Linked DNA regions of Zea mays: region 1 is linked to region 2. Evidence: chromatin contacts called from public Hi-C data. All regions are on one chromosome and are shown on one strand. Each heading gives the region's core, a stretch centred on a gene start, on an enhancer-like site or on the middle of the called end of the contact. The rest is flanking DNA. Distances are from core to core; before and after follow the strand shown.

The links. Hi-C and Micro-C count contacts between places; a contact is called where the count stands out from the background.
Region 1: a Hi-C map of bundle sheath shows a contact between it and region 2, with 4 times the contacts expected there. The contact joins the promoter of LOC103651318 here to the promoter of LOC100285806 in region 2. A contact is called at or near these places in 10 of 25 Hi-C or Micro-C datasets (bundle sheath, ear, endosperm and 4 more) and 1 of 3 datasets of contacts at active chromatin or transcription factors (leaf).

The regions. Positions count from the first base shown.
Region 1 is chr3:212,412,715-212,416,429 of Zm-B73-REFERENCE-NAM-5.0, forward strand. It overlaps LOC103651318, which reads left to right and starts at 1,713. Exons shown (of 1, transcript XM_008676936.3): 1 at 1,713-2,485. The coding sequence starts at 1,915. The coding sequence ends at 2,286.
Region 2 is chr3:212,281,793-212,285,310 of Zm-B73-REFERENCE-NAM-5.0, forward strand. It overlaps LOC100285806 (glutathione S-transferase GSTU6), which reads left to right and starts at 2,018. Exons shown (of 2, transcript NM_001158696.2): 1 at 2,018-2,446; 2 at 2,527-3,349. The coding sequence starts at 2,105. The coding sequence ends at 2,904.

The DNA.
Region 1 (3,715 bases), core at 463-2,962, 130 kb after region 2:
ACAGTGCAGAACTCTGTATTTACTGAGAGAAATTTAAATTGATAATATTATCTAAGGAGTTGCAGATCGTACTGACAACTATATCTTTAGTATAGAACATGTTAAGATTCAAGATCATTTGATAATTTTGAGTTTGAAAAATGTGCGAACTTATAACAATATTCTAGGGTTTCAAAATATGATAACTTGCAACAAATATGTTATTGGAACGTAATTTTCTCTTTTATGAGTGATTTTGGACCTTGCTCAGCAAGTCGTGCCTTGTAAGACTTCTGTTTTTGTTTTTTTATCTTTCCCTCTCTAATATATAAATATATAAAAATGTACAACTCTCTTATGCGTTTAGAGAATAATATTGTTTATTATATTTAATTAAATTGAGCTAAAGGCACGCACCTCGGCATTAGCCTAGGCCCTGTTCTAAACCTCTAGAACTAATAAAATCAGCTAAAATTATTCGGTCAAAACTTGGTCAACTAATATATCAACTAACTGTTAATTATAACATGGTTGGCTAAAAGGTTTAAGATCTATTTAGTTCACGGCTAACTGAGTTATATTTTACTTAAGGTTAGTCATTTGAATTGAAGAACTACCCTTAAAGCAGAAAATATTAAATAAAATATGATAAATTAGACATCGAATCAAATAACCCTTAAAACGGATCAGCTAATAGACCAACTAATTATAAGTTATACCTGATCTCGAATAACTAGTTTTTAGTTGCCTCAATCTAGCTAGTTAATGATTTGTTAAAAAAGCGAAGCGTCGTGCGGCCACCGTGCCCTAGCTAACAATTAGGTCTAGATATTTGGAACGATACCTAAAAAGCAAAGCGCCGGCCGGCCTAGGACATCGCCATCGTCGTAGTGGCCACATCAGCTTCGTGCGGGACACGCTTTATTTGATGCATCCCTGTTCTCCCCGAGCCGCCACCGGGTGGCCACTAGCCAGTCCCGCGAGGGCATTCTAGTCTTTTCGCATGATTTTAATATGTATTACTCAGCAGTCCAACACAGCTAGGTTTTGTTTATTTCTCTCATGGATTATATAAATTGCATTATGGAAAAATGTAGATGAGTAAAATATGACTTTAAGATTATAAATAAGCTAAAATAAGCTACTCAATATGCGTTTTTTAGTTTATTTATAATCCCAAAATAATATTTTAACCTACTACCCTTCACTATAATCTAATTTATATAATATAGAAGATAAACAAACATACCCTTAATCTCTTAATCTGAAACGAACAGACCAAATTCAGGTCAACTGTAACCGCCCTGCGCACACACGACCACGTTTTGACCGGACAATTACTCTTATCTTACAGTTGACTAGATGAGTTGTACGGTGCAACGGCAAAGCGTCCAGCCCAAATGCTATAAAAATACTTCTGCCGTTTAGCACCTTTTTTTTTTAAAAAAAAATCTCTTTTTCTTTTGCGAAATATACCGAGATTCCTCAGAGTGCGACTGCTGTCGCAGTCCTGCGACGATGCGGTCTCAGCAAACGAGCTTTCGGCTGGTAAACGTGTACGCCAAAAGGCTGGCGAATAAGTTGCCAAAACTCGAACCGAGATTTATTTATCTCTTCTCTAGTTTTGTTTTGGATGGATAATCAAAAGGAAAAATAGAATCAAGTTTTATATCTGTTCAGAGATATTAAAAAAAAAGATCCGCCCGCGCGCGCGCGCACGCACGAGATGCCTTCCTCCCGAATTTAAACGCGAAGCAACAGACGTCAGACAGCACAGCACAACGCAGCAGCGTACTACTCCGTCCCTACTCCCCTCCCACCCCGGTCCTTCCCGAGAGGCACTACTAGGCCACGACCCCTCACGCCTCTCCTACGCGAATCGCCCGCACCGGAAGCGAAGCAAGCCGCAAGGGGAGAACGCGAGCAGCCAGGGGCATGGACTCCAAGCCGGCCTCGAAGAAGTGGCAGGCAGGAGGAGGCGTGCGCGGGGCCGGCGTGTCCCCGGCGGCGCCCCCCGCGGACGCCGCCGGCAGCGGCGCGGCGATGGCGGAGTGCGCGGCGGCGTGCTGCGTGCTCTGCGCGTGCCTCCCCGTGGCCGTGCTCTGCTGCGTGGCGCGCGCCCCGCTCCGCGTCGCGCGGCGGTGCTGCGGCAGGTGGACGCGGCGGCGGCTCGCGCCGGGGGTCTCGTCGTCGTTCTCGGACGCCGAGGTCGGGGAGTTCCTGCAGGGCGGTGCCGGCGGGCGGGCAATGGGGGCAGCAGCCCTCGGCGCGGTCGGAGGAGGTAGCGCCAAGTTAGCCAGTTACTGACACTTTTCATCATCTTCTCTCTGTTTTTTTTTCTCCTCTGCGATTTTGTGGGCTGTGTGTAACACTCACTGATACGGCTTCGAAGTGGACTGAGGTCTTGTGAAGTATCAATTCCGTTGCAGCTGGTCAATGTAACGTAGTACTTATCGTGCATTCAATTTTCATCGCTAAAGATAAACATGCGTGTTTACTGGCACAACCCCACACAACCTGCCAAAGCTCTGTTGAAACGAGGGGAGCCTAGAGAGTTTGGCTGCTCGGGTTCACGTGGGGACGACGAATATCTCATCTGTGATCTGACGAGCGAGCGCCGTCCAAACACAAAAGTAATAACGAACTAAAAAGGAGCAAGAAGGGGGGATGCAAAAGCCGTCACTATCGGTCGGTCTGCCAAACCCTGCTGGCTGGGCATCATTCGTGCGTATCGCTTGAGGTCCAGGATTCGTCCGGGCTCGGCCGGCGGGGCGGCCGCATGGGCGAGGGAGGAGACCGCATGCCGAGGGCGGCAATGCCTTCTCCCCGCCGTTGGAAAAGCGGCACGACACGTGCGAGACGCCGTGCGCGTTTCTTGTTACCGCGACTAGTGGTGGAAATAGCCGTGTGCAGTTTCGAATTAGCTCAATTTGTGGTATCTATTAAAACTTGTACTATGAATATCCATATCAATATTGTTTTTTATATAGATACCAAAACCTTGTATCCAAATTCGTGTATCCATGTTTGTGAAGAACGAGATATAATGAATCTATTTAAAAAGGATTTTTTTTTCTCTTTGACTAGTAACTAATTATTTAATTTAATATTAATAAATATGTATTGAAACTACTGGTAGTATTTTTATAAGTATTTTTAATATTAATTAAGTACCACCGCTAATATAGAAATATTAAATTAATTTTAGTTCTTCTCTAGTTTAGTTCAAACCTGATATATATTTTTTGTTGTCAATCACTATGACATTTTACTTTGTTTTTTCTGATGTAGATTGTTTCTATAAAATTTATAATTTAATGGTAACTATTAGATAAAAAATGATTGTTTAATTGATATATTTATATATCACATAATTATTGATAAGTATATTATTTTTATGACCTATGTTATATATCTAAATACTTTGTTCTCTACTTTTCTAATTATAAAAATATGATAAAGCAAAATGGTTGGCTACTCGTCACCTATCATTTGTATTTAGTTTTTTCACTTCACATTTTCACATTTTCGTTTTGCTAAATATTATCTATCATATTTTACTTCACTTCGGTATTATATATTATTAGAGATGTATTTTGATTTCATTTCACTTTTATTATCGATGAACTTAGTAGTCAAATTTTATTCATCTATGTCAAATTTAATAATATGCACCTTGAGATTGTTGGACAAGAGGGCATTTTTTCGATTCCAAGAAGTTTAGAGTGGTCCTTAG
Region 2 (3,518 bases), core at 768-3,267:
TGGGATTTTTATCCCACTTGCCTTCTCTTTCTTCGTGTAGCAGCTAGCAGGTATAAGGGTGTGTACAACATCATTTAATATAGGGTCTCTTGAAAAGTCTCTAGATCTAATTGAAAAAAATATAAGAGGTGTGTTCTTCGTCAAGAGCTCATCTATACACGATTCTCCATATATATTATGTCTTAACTACATTTATGATTTATGAACTTAGGGTTATATCGTGCATGCTCTTAGCTGTCTCTTGTGCTTAGAAAACTGATCCGTGGGCTCAGAGTTCTACATGCCCTAAAAACGCTAGCCATGTGTGCTCGCTAGTCGCTACCTTCCCCTCTTTAATGCATGTGGAGCAAATGTAAGGGTAATGTAGTCATTATTTATACTAATTAGTGTTCGTTTAAGTCATTAAAATTTAGTCACTCTCCCCTATTTAATGAATGTGAAGAAGTTGATGAGGTTGCTCGAATTCGTCGGTGCAGGTTTGAACACGTTTGTATTACAGTTCATGTTGTCTCAATGTTTCAAAACTTCAGGTATTTTTTTCACGCCGTTCCGATTGTGTTCCGAACAGGAGGAATATTGCAATCGCTAATATGAGGTACATCAGATGACCGAGAGACTGCCATCCACCAAATCTACCTTTTTACAGATGTTGCTATTCAGCCACATTTTCTTTTGAGAAGGTGGTGGTGGGTGCTATTCATCATTCAGCCAATTCATCGGTCCATCAAACTGCATTACCCGTGGATATCGTGGAATGGCCGGACCGACGATCCCTTGCGGACTTGCATGCGGTGCAGATGGGGGATTATGTGAAAGCCGGATTAGTTGACTAGTTGTTGTTTCTTCAATGTCTTCCATGAGTACAATTCACAGGTTTACATTCTCTGTAGGGCTGATTTGGTGACCAGGGATCACGGGGGAATCGGAGGGGATTGAGGAGGAAATTAGTTCATTTCCCCCTCAATCGTCTTCGATCCCTCCGTGATCCCCTTGTCATCAAATCAACCCTAAAGCTACCATCTAAAATCAAGGTGTTTGACGTCTTGCGCTCAACTCGATACCTACTGCTACTGCTAAGCAACTACACATCTGAAGCCAAAATTTGTCGTGCAGAAGATTTTTTTGTTGGCAGGTGTGACTGTGATCTAATTGCAGTTGCCCACGCCATACTGACTATACAGATGAAAAACAAAGCATCAGGAGTTGCATGAGAACAAGTGACAGAGGCACCGACGACGCCGTTCCAATGAGTTGACACGGTGGGTTGTTTGATGTAGTTGTTCACACTTCGATGCAACGTAGAACTGACGCCGCCGTGTGGTCGTTCCCGTTCGCCTTGCGCCAAGCACTGGAGCCACTAGGAAGTAGACATTCTCTTACGTGCAAGGAACATCAGCAGCCGCGCGCGTGCAGCGCTCCCAAAGTTCTAGTACTCGTTGATTCTACAGAACGTGCATTTGTTTGTTGAGAAGTCACCGTAACTTACAAGAACAAATTACCAGATGCAAATTCCAAGTTGCCCACTCACCTCACTGCTGTTAGCGAGAAATTTGCCATAATGAAATTCAACGAAACGAAGGCTAAAGAAAAGGATTCGACAATATAAAAAAGTAGGGAATGGACATGATTTCTTTATTACTCATCGACGACCAGGATTAATCTCCTTCCGTGACTATTAGTTGCCTTATTCACCGCGTTCGTCCCCGGATTAATCTCCTTCCGTGACCATTAGTTGTCTTATTCACGGCGTCCGTCCCCATCATTGCCTTTGGCTAGCGCTCGGCCAGAGCGCTCGGACACGATCAGCCAGAGAGACGATGAGAACGAACGCCGTGAACAAGGTAACTAATTGTCACGGCAGAAGATTAATCCTGGTCGTCATCGGTTAATAGGAAAAACATGTCTATTCAAGAGTGCGGCCTTTCACCTGGTTTGCTTTTTCATACTGTCAAATTCATTACTTTGGACTCCATTCCGTCGAATCCACGAAGAATCCACGAATGTGGTGTTATGGCAAATTTCTCGCTACTAATAGTCAAACAAAGCATCCCAGCTGATCAACGCCACCGCCAGACAGCAACACACTGCACACACACACATTGCAATGGCAGCGGCTGGAGGCGGGGTAGGAGATAGCGAGCTGCGGCTGCTGGGCAAGTCGTCGAGCCCTTGGGTGTTCCGGGTGAGAGTGGCGCTGGGACTCAGGGGGCTGAGCTACGAGTACATAGAGGAGGACCTCGGCAACAAGAGCGAGCTCCTGCTCCGGTCCAACCCGGTGCACAAGAAGGTGCCGGTCCTCATCCACGGCGGCCGCCCGGTGTGCGAGTCCCTCGTGATCCTCCAGTACGTCGACGAGATCTGGCGGGGCACCGGCCCTCCGCTCCTTCCGTCCGACCCCTACGACCGCGCCACGGCACGGTTCTGGGCGGCCTACGTCGACGACAAGGTACGATATTCAGGAGGGGATGAATCCGTTCTCGAGCTCTCGGACTCAGCCGTTCTCCCGTTCCCCTTTCCTGTCTCTAGTTCTTCCCGGCGTTCAGCGCGCTGTTCAGGTCGAGGACGGACGAGCAGAGAGCGGAGGCGCTCCAGAACGCCCTCCTCGTGGCGGAGACGTTGGAGCGGGCGTTCACGGAGTGCTCCAGGGGGAAGGCGTTCTTCGGCGGCGACGCCGTCGGGCTCGTGGACGTCACGCTCGGGAGCCACCCGATTTGGATCAGAGCGGTGGACCAGACGGCGGGCACCAACCTTCTGGACGGGGCCAGGTTCCCTGACCTGGCGGCGTGGGCGGAGCGGTTCATGGCCCTCGGCGCCGTCAACGAGGTGGTGCCGGACGCCGGGAAGCTTTTGGAGCAGTACAGGGCGTCTCGGGCCAAATGGACTGCCGCTGCTGATTCTAGCTGAACTGATGAACACACTGGACGCCTGCTGCTTGCATTGGCTACTTGTGCTGGACACCTTCAGTGATACGGTCTCGAACCGAAATAAATACATAAAGGCTAGTTTGGAAACATTAGTCCTTCTGCGATTCTTGAAAATTGAGTAGAAAATTATTCAATTTATTACTCAATCTCAAAGAATCTCGGAAGGGATTTATGTTTTCAAACTAGTCCTAAGATCAACTACTTTACCTGACAATTAGTTACGGGGGATTTGTACTTGGAGCAGTATTTTGTGTCAGGTGATCTTCGATTTTGTCTAATACTAAGACCTATGAAACGGTGAGATGATCAATGCCATCCTGCTTTGAAATCGATACAGTCGGGTTCGACGAGAGCAAATAGCAGCAGAGGGGGAATCTAAATGGGACTCCAATATAGGGGTGTTTGGTTCTCTTGACTAAAATGTGGTTAGTAAGTATGAAATATAATTTAATTATAAAGCTAATTATATAGCGGCAGACACTTTGTTTTTGTTTGGGTAGGCGGAGCAGCGGCAGGCTGCAGCTTCGATGTCTCCCTGCAGACTGCAGCTCGCAAAGCAAGCGCCCAGCACTTGGGGTATGGAACCTGAATGCA